Linked DNA regions of Zea mays: regions 2 and 3 are each linked to region 1. A link is a contact called in public Hi-C data. All regions are on one chromosome and are shown on one strand. Each heading gives the region's core, a stretch centred on a gene start, on an enhancer-like site or on the middle of the called end of the contact. The rest is flanking DNA. Distances are from core to core; before and after follow the strand shown.

Region 1 (2,963 bases), core at 120-2,619:
TGTCCCGGTTCGCATCAGCCGTGTGTGGTCACCGTCAAATGCGACAACGAACTCCCCCTTCTTGACATTTTGAAGCTGGACCAGCTAGCGCCGAACACAGCCTACATGTCGCTCAGAATCGATTACTATACATGCATACATACATGATCGCCCCGTTGCTCCTCTCCATACGTACGCTTGGACCATACCCAGGGGTTGTACTCATCTCTTGCGTGGAGGTAAAGACCATTCATATGTATGACCTAATAATCTAGAAATCAGCAGTACTACTATATTAATTTAATTAATCAGCCCAGTTCCTCCGTGCATACTAAAAGTCTTGTTTATTCTGAGTCAGGCAGTCAGGCCCATGAGGAGCCGGAGCTGAGGCAACTCATGCTTGCACGATGATTTACCGGTCTTATTGTCGCCATGCATGATTCATGCCATGCCACACACACATAGCATGCACACTCCTGCACGGACACGTCATTCGAGCTAGGCGATGCATCTGGATCTAGACTGGAGAGGGAACCCGTCCAAACCCCACCCATCTATCGCTTACAGTTCGCCGTCGTCGTAGCTATCCTTATCACCAGCACGCATAAAAAAAATCTAGGCGAGAAATAAATTTAAGCGGACACACCAACGACATAAACAAAAAAAATGCAAAATATGGGGTTTGAACCCACGACCACATGGTTAGAAGCCTTGTGCTCTACCAAGTGGGCTAGATGGGCTTTGTGCTCATGTTTGCAACAAATATTTTAATAACACAACCGAGCTCGGCGCCAAGATCTGTGGCGCCGAGCTCGGTTCCACGTCGACGCCACGCGTCTGGGTTGTGCCAACGCAACACGACCTCGGCGCCATAGCCTATGGCGCCGAGCTGTGTTAGCTCGGCGCCATAGGCTATGGCGCCGAGCAAAGGGTCCAAAACTGCATTTAAAATTTTTTTAGGTCTAAACGTGATTTTACTTCTGTTTAAGGGCTAAAATACAAAAAATTCGGGCCACCCGCGCGGTGCTGACAAGTGGTAGTTTGGCAATCCTATTTCCACACGATTTTTATTTTCTAAAAAAAAACTAATTATTTTCCTTTAGAAAAATAAGAATCACTTAAAAAATAAAATTGCCAAAATAGCCCTACATTATTTTTTCGGTAAGTACCTACGCTATTAGGCGTGAAAAAACGGAAATAAAAGAGAAGGCCACAAAGGGCCTTGAGTGGCCCCTTTTTTGTCAGGCCATCTAGTAGGCCTTGGTACAATAAGCCGGACTCCTCCACACAGGCCTAGCCCAATGAGAGGGTTCCATGGAAACCCTAATCCTCGCGGTATATAACCTTCCGCGCGGCCGCCACTCTTCCCTGACTTGTGCGCCATCACACACAAGACACAACCCCACTCACCCGGCAGGGAGGCCCTCTTCGTCGGCGGAGGCCATGGTTTCCCTCAAGCCGCAGAAGAGGCTCGCCGCGGGAGTCCTAAAATGTGGCAAGGGGAAGGTGTGGCTTGACCCCAACGAGGTCTACGAGATCTCGATGGCTAACTCGCGTAAGACCACCACCGCTTGCTCTCCGCCTCCTCCCCCCGCCCATTTCGTGTTTGCTGGGCGTCGAATCCGTTCGTCGATGAGCAACGGCGTCCGAGTGGTCCGACCACGGACGCCCTTTTCACCCCTTGATCGTTCAGTTCGGTTGACGTCGTAGGAGTATGTCTGTGTTTCTGCGCGTATCTATTGGTTTTGTTACCTTCTTGTTTATTTTTGCATTCTGTTGCTGCAGGTGTCCATAATAGCTCACTCACTGCTTGCCACCTCATATAGCTGTGTTGCTTATCTTAGCGCACATGATTTTAAACTGTTAATTGTATCTATGTTATTTTTGCTATTATACTTTATTTCCTTCTAATGTGCAGTCTAGGTTATCTGTATATCTAGTTTTGTGACAATGTTTGCTATGTGATGCAATTGTGCATAGAGTTTATTGTGTCTTTTGATTATTTCGTGCACTGCTGATGATTCGCAAAGAATTGTTTATTTAGCAATACATATTCTGTTCATGGCGTACTTGCAAACTGTACCTTCTGTCCTACTTGGTTTATTACTTTGTTTTTGCTATGACTGCTATTACTTTCATGGTCTGCTGATGATTTAGAAGTATGATTTTATCTTAGTCTGAGGTGTTGTGCTCAGGCTTTTATTTTTCATGCATTTGTTTTTCTGTTTGGTTTAGCACTGATATCGCCATGCATGTCTCTGCAGTTTTATGTGATTAGATGGAGGTGAGATAGTTATTATATTACTCAGTGTTGTCGCGGGTACTTGTTTTCTCTATTCTTTGTGCTCGTTCAATTTTGATCAGTGTTATGTTTGAACTTTTGTTGGAGCATTGAAATCTTGTTTCACTGCTTTGAAACGCAAGGAACATAAGTATGACATTTCTATACAACTTACTTTACAGGTCAGAACATTCGTAAGCTGGTGAAGGATGGATTCATAATTAAGAAGCCACAGAAAATCCACTCAAGGTCCCGGGCAAGGAGGGCCCATGAGGCCAAGCAGAAGGGGAGGCACTCTGGTTACGGTATACTGCTGCAGCACTCATTTACTCTGTTCGTTGCCATGTGAATTTATATCTGAGTTATCTGTTTTTTTAGCCCTGCATTATGTATGCTAATATGATCTCCCTGCAGGTAAGCGCAGGGGTACCAGGGAGGCTAGGCTCCCCACCAAGATCCTTTGGATGCGCAGGATGCGTGTCCTCAGGCGTCTGCTGCGCAAGTATCGTGAAGCAAAGAAAATCGACAAACACATGTACCACGATATGTATATGAAAGTAAAAGGAAACATGTTTAAAAATAAGAGGGTACTCATGGAGAGCATCCACAAGTCAAAGGCCGAGAAGGCCAGAGAGAAGACTCTCTCGGATCAGTTTGAGGCCAAGCGAGCCAAGAGCAAGGCTTCCCGTGAGAGAAAGATTGC
Region 2 (2,963 bases), core at 306-2,805, 310 kb after region 1:
TTCCAATATGATATTGACTAGCATTATCTACAGGATATATGTATTATATTATGAACAGGCTACAGGACTTTCTTGATTTTGTGTCATCAATCTAAATGAAATTTTACAAACAAATTGTCAGAGCCAAAGCTTAACATACAACATACATAAATTGAGTTATAGTTGTTATATTATGAGCATTTTCAATGTTTCCTACTTTCTCTACTCCTGCAACAGCCAATAGCTGTGACCAGATGGTAGGCGTGTACCCAAGCCCAAACCCAAACTCATATTCCATATACCAAATAGAGCTCTGAATGTAATTTAGTACCAACTCAGATATTCTTCACAAATAACACCGACAACATATGGAATGTCATATAAACATCTGATACAACATACCAATAGAGGTTTATAACATGTTGACAGCAATACATTGATCACATACCATCTAGGTCACGGATTGCATCCTCTGCGTCCCTCTTATCATCAAAATCAATAAACGCAAAGCCAGGTGGTTTCCGAGCAACCCAGACACTGCTTCCACAAAAACATGAAAAAAAGTGTACCAAAATCATCAGCATCAAGCAGCATATATCAATGCAAGATGTAATTCTATGCATTCAACGATTATATAATGGTACAGAACTTTGTACAGGGTCCAGAACAGCATATCCTTTGGTGTTCAAAATACTGGCCATATCATTCATTTTGAATCCAGATAGTGTAAACCCCCACAGACCACAGTAATGTAAGCCAAGGTCTATCACCAGTGAATTTGACAAATCGTACCATGCTCAATCAAAGAAATAATTGTCACAACCAAAGTACAACAGGTTATGTTTGGGAATGATGCGTATTATTAAGGCGACATCTCCCAAGTATGGTAGGGCAATTATATACAGTACCAGTATATTTTATCGTAAAACAGGAGACGATTTGCAGTACAACTCGTGACTGTCATGCTAACGAAATAGTCAATCGTCCTTGCAACCCAGGACAGACAGATACTAACCTGACACCAAATCATAAACCTACAACACTTCAGCTTAGGATCGCTATATCTAACAAAATTCTGTCCTTATGGTTATCATCCGAACGGGATCATACAAGTAGACACGCGTGGATTTCTAAGACGAGACACACGAATCTAAGGATCTGAGGCGAGAGCACTACTGACCTGCGAAGAACCCCGAACGTGCGGAACTCGTCCTCCAGCTCCCGAGCGGTCACCCGGGGATCCAGGTTGCCGATGTACAATCGAGCCATTACAACAGATCACCTGCAAATCGTTCGCCACAAACGGTTATCGACAGCAGTTAGGTTTCGGCAAAGCCAGGCAGACAGCCACCGAGAACATTCGAATCAGCGACGAGCCACGCCAAGCAAAGCAACGAATCGCTCAAAATCCAGTCGAAAACAAACAGATCTTAAAACTCGAGACCAAAACCAGACGCGGAATTCGGCCGAGGGAGGGGTGGGGAGGACGGCCCACGAATCAACCAGATCTAGGGTTTCGAGGCAGGGGAAAAAAGTACATGGGGTCCAGAAGGCGAGAAGGAAATCCGTGGCTTGCCTTCTCCGATCTGCTTCCTCCCGGCCTCCCGGGGCAGCCTGGCTGACGCTTGCGGACGGAGATGTAGGTGAGCGAGGGCGAGATGAGATCACGCGACGCGAGGATGGATTGATATATTCTCGCGTTGCCGGGTTGGGATTGGACGGGAGTACGGGCCAGTTTAGGAATCAGAACTTTTGGTTGGACCCGGAAGCCGTGTGATGTTTTTGGTGGGCTGGGCTTCTTATGGGCTTGCCAGCTTGGGCTGCTGACTGCTGTTCAAGTTGAACTCTACAGCACGCAGATAAAGTTGTTTTGATCATCTTTTTTTGAAAAAAAATAATACACTGTAGAATTTCCAAACAGACCACATATTACGAAGTCCTAGCATCGCACAAATGAAGTTCACTCAAAAATCAATTCTAGCATTTGTTGACATATAAACGAAGCAAACAATTGCACTGCCGAACTTACGACGTGTTTGGTTTACGGAATCCTGCGTCCGAGCCTCGATTAGTTGTTTGGTTTGACGAAGTGAACTAATCTGTCCGCCATACGATTGCACCCTGCGCTAGTATATTCGCGACATCTACTCATTCCTCTAGAAATAGTCGAACGAACACATGCCGAATACACTAATACCAGACAGGGTCACTCCTCAAACCAAATAGCCTATTAGAAGTGTTACGTATTGCGTCCTCCCGCCTTTACAGCTCTGCACCTAATGTTGAAAGCTAAATATGTCCAGTGAATTATATCTTGTAAAAAATGAGTTTGCATTCATAAAAAATCATGTAAATTCTTGTAAGGGCTAGTTTAGAAACACCATTTTTCTAAGGGATTTCTATTTTCCTAAGAAAAAATAAACTAATTTTCTTAGAAAAATGAAAATCTCTTGGAAAGATAGTGTTACTAAACTAGCCCTAAGCTATGTTGTACAGCTTCCATCATTTTCACCTCTAAGGTCATGAGACGTTGGTCGCATTCCTTTCACCTAATTCAGTCTTGAGTTTCATATGACCTTTTATGGTTAACTACTAAAATGATGCTAAGGTGCTGTTTGGTTTACATATTTATAACGTGATTGATAACCGATAATATTAAATCATATTTGTTTAGTACTAACCGTAATCGGATACCACATTAGAAACTAATACTAGTCTATTCAACTTTGTTATCACTGATAATCATTATCGTTGTTTGAACCAAACATTCCGGTGTACCAAACACGCGGACGTCAGGCGATGCTGGGAGAAGGATCAGCATCGGAAACCATTCATCTTTCGCACATGCGATGCGATGCGCTTTGCCCTTTGTTGTACTGCCTGCTTCTCGCTGGCCACCATCCAAAGGGAGCGTCAGAGACTGGACGCAGCACCGACACAAGAATGTTCTTATGCGATCTGTCCCTGCCCGCGGCCTGGGCCTG
Region 3 (2,963 bases), core at 186-2,685, 280 kb after region 1:
TTTTTAGTAAATAAGCTATTTGTTATCTAACTAATTTCATTAACAATTTTTATCCAACTAACTATTAGCTCTGACGCATACAAACACCCCCACTAACATCTAGGTTTATGGGCGAGGAGGAAAATCGAATTTTGACATAATATTCAAGGAGTCGTCAAGGAAAAAAGAGCTAGTTATAGGTACATGACCTTTTTTGTCATTGTTAAACTATCTCGTTGTTGTATTCCCTATTTCACTCTGTATTTTAAACTCTACTCTGTTAACAATGTAATCTACGGTGTAAAATAGTACTTTATACGTTATGTCCTGTCGAAGAAAACCTTAAGGCCCGTTTGTTTCATTAGAATTCTATTCTATTTTAATAATTATAATTTAGACAAAACTAATTAAGTTCATATATTTATATATGTAATATATTTGTGTATTATTCTAAATCATATAAGAGAGATAATTATATACTATATTTATGTTATAGAAAAGCAAGTAGAAGAGTGTGCTATAAGTTGTATATCGGAAAAATAGTATGTAAATCTATAAAATGAATTTTCATTTCTCACCCCATGAATTTGAAATAGGCTTATATGGTAATTTTGGAAAGTGGTAGAATGTTATATCCTAAAAAATAGTCTACTTCATTAGTAAGATTTCAATTCCTCAAAATAAAATGAAACAAACGGGACCTTTCTGTAGTTTGTAGTTTGTAGTTTCTCATACAACACCGATATGATATTTTATATAGCACTGATATGGCAACTTGGGAACGCCAACCCGAAGTCCGAGGCAGGAAAGTCAAGCCAGTGAGTTAAAGACATCCACCGGCTGAATAGAAATTGATTGATATGCAGTTCTGCATCCTCCACTAGGCCAGTCTCCATGGAAAGCTTGGGCGCGAAAAAGAGCGGCGCATCGCTTCGTGCTCACTCACTCCTCACGCTGCTCGCGCGTGCTTTGCCTCCATGCCGCCCGCTAACCAAGTAACCATATACAATTAACCAATATTATTACTAGCGAAGTCAGTTTATTAACCCGCTTGATAAGGACATTCTCAGTAATATGTTTTAGTGTAGAGGTGTTTAGAAACAAAGTATTTTTAGAGTTTTAAGGTAAAACCATGGTATTGGAGATACTATAGTTTTAAAATAATTTGCTTCTAAACATGTCTGTACTGTTTTCAATATTGTCATGTCAGATTTAAACTAAGTAACCGTGTATGCAGAGTTTCATCTCCCATAAAACTCCATTATTTTTTATAAAACCCTCTCTATATCTTTTCTCTTAATTGCACTGATATGTCACTAATCTTGATAATGTGTCACTACATTTAATGAGTAACTACATTTAATAATGAGTACAACGTTGAGAATGACGTCAACCAGCGGCTCCGGAATCCGGATCTCCCCACACGGCCACACGGACACGGCCACACGCTTCGGCAGGCACGGCCGGTCCATGTAGCGCGCGCCCGGACACGGAGCAGGGGTCACGCGCAACGGCAGCCCGGCTTGTCGGGAGCGCGAGGGGCGACATGGGGGCGGAGGCCGGCGAGCCCAGCTCCATCCTCAGGTGAGCATGAATTCCCGCTATTCCTTTCTTTGTTCTTCTTGCTGCGCATCTCCGCCGCACTGCCCCGCTTTGCTTTACCCTCCTCCCCGCATGATGATTGGGGTGGGGACTGGAGGGGGAGGAGGGGGATGCTGGCAACTGCGCGGCGGCGCCCTGCCGGTTTTCACGCGATGCTTTGGGGGGATTTGAATACTTGCACGATATTTGGATGGTGGAATCGTGCGGGGAAGGCGTTTCCATGTATAATTTCTTGCCCCCTTCTGCTGTCATTTGGTTCGTCAGATTAGCAAACAAGTGAATGGGGATTTGGTTCGTTGTGCCCCGCCCTCAGGCAAGCCCATATTCATGGGCGTTTGGCAGACTAATCCTCTGCAGTTCTGCTTCTTTTGCAGATTGTTGTGCTCGTAGCGTAGAGGCATTGGGTTTTAGACGTCCTTTATTTCTGAAAGAAAGAAACTGGTTGGTTCGTTAACAATTTCGTCGCGTCTCGGAATATAATTAGTAGCGTATAAAGTCCTCCTCCTTCAATGGTACTGTATGTATGCAGTCAACTATCTGAGTATCTGACTCTCTGGCCGCTTGATGTGGTGGCATACTTAAACTACACACTCGTCTAAAAATAAACACTCTTCTGCGCTTCATCATAGTTAAATCGAACCTACCAGATCTCACTTGGTTTAGGAGATAGTATCAAGTTCAACTTTTGCAAGAATGGCTAGGGTCATGTTCTTTGTTACTAAGGTCATAAACATCTTTAGAAATATTGTAATGCTTAATTTCTGGAGAAAAGAAAACCGGTTTTGCGTAGAGCTACTGGGTCAGACCAGATTCAGATTTCAATGTATTTGAAGTTCTGGCCATTTCCCTGTGCAGCTTAGCTTCCGCCTTTTCCTATGGAGTCGCATCTATGGCAATGGTTTTCGTGAACAAAGCGGTTCTTATGCAGTATGTTCACTCCATGACCCTCCTCACTTTACAGGTATTGCTGAGCATCACGGCCGGGAAAGTATTGCATGCTTCTATGTTTGACTAAATCTGATTGTTTTGTTCAATTTCTCCGTTACTTTCTGCAGCAAATAGCAACAGCACTTCTGATACATTTTGGTCAAGTTCTAGGAATGTCTAAACGAAAAGACTTTAGCTGGATAACCGCGAAGAAACTTCTTCCAGTGTCAATTTTCTACAATGCAAATGTGGGATTTGCTCTAGCAAGCTTGAAAGGGGTTAACATCCCAATGTATATTGCAATCAAAAGGATCACTCCCCTTGCTGTGTTGGTGGCTGGGTGCATGCGGGGAAAGGGGAAGCCACCGACACAGGTCTTTACTCTATTTTGCACTTCCTTTAACATACAGTACATTTGTTACTTAAACTGTACAACCCTCACTGTCTCTAATTGA

Evidence for each region. Hi-C and Micro-C count contacts between places; a contact is called where the count stands out from the background.
Region 2: a contact with region 1 is called in a Hi-C map of ear, with 3 times the contacts expected there. The contact joins the promoter of LOC100282961 here to the promoter of LOC100216841 in region 1. A contact is called at or near these places in 3 of 25 Hi-C or Micro-C datasets (ear, endosperm and tassel).
Region 3: a contact with region 1 is called in a Hi-C map of tassel, with 2.6 times the contacts expected there. The contact joins the promoter of LOC100272372 here to the promoter of LOC100216841 in region 1. A contact is called at or near these places in 3 of 25 Hi-C or Micro-C datasets (ear, leaf and tassel).

The regions. Positions count from the first base shown.
Region 1 is chr9:13,371,815-13,374,777 of Zm-B73-REFERENCE-NAM-5.0, forward strand. It overlaps LOC100216841 (Ribosomal protein L19), which reads left to right and starts at 1,370. Exons shown (of 5, transcript NM_001143234.1): 1 at 1,370-1,534; 2 at 2,443-2,565; 3 at 2,675-2,963. The coding sequence starts at 1,423.
Region 2 is chr9:13,684,557-13,687,519 of Zm-B73-REFERENCE-NAM-5.0, forward strand. It overlaps LOC100282961, which reads right to left and starts at 1,556. Exons shown (of 6, transcript NR_159534.1): 1 at 1,160-1,556; 2 at 428-516.
Region 3 is chr9:13,647,253-13,650,215 of Zm-B73-REFERENCE-NAM-5.0, forward strand. It overlaps LOC100272372 (UDP-N-acetylglucosamine (UAA) transporter family), which reads left to right and starts at 1,436. Exons shown (of 6, transcript NM_001146853.1): 1 at 1,436-1,563; 2 at 2,437-2,542; 3 at 2,637-2,882. The coding sequence starts at 1,526.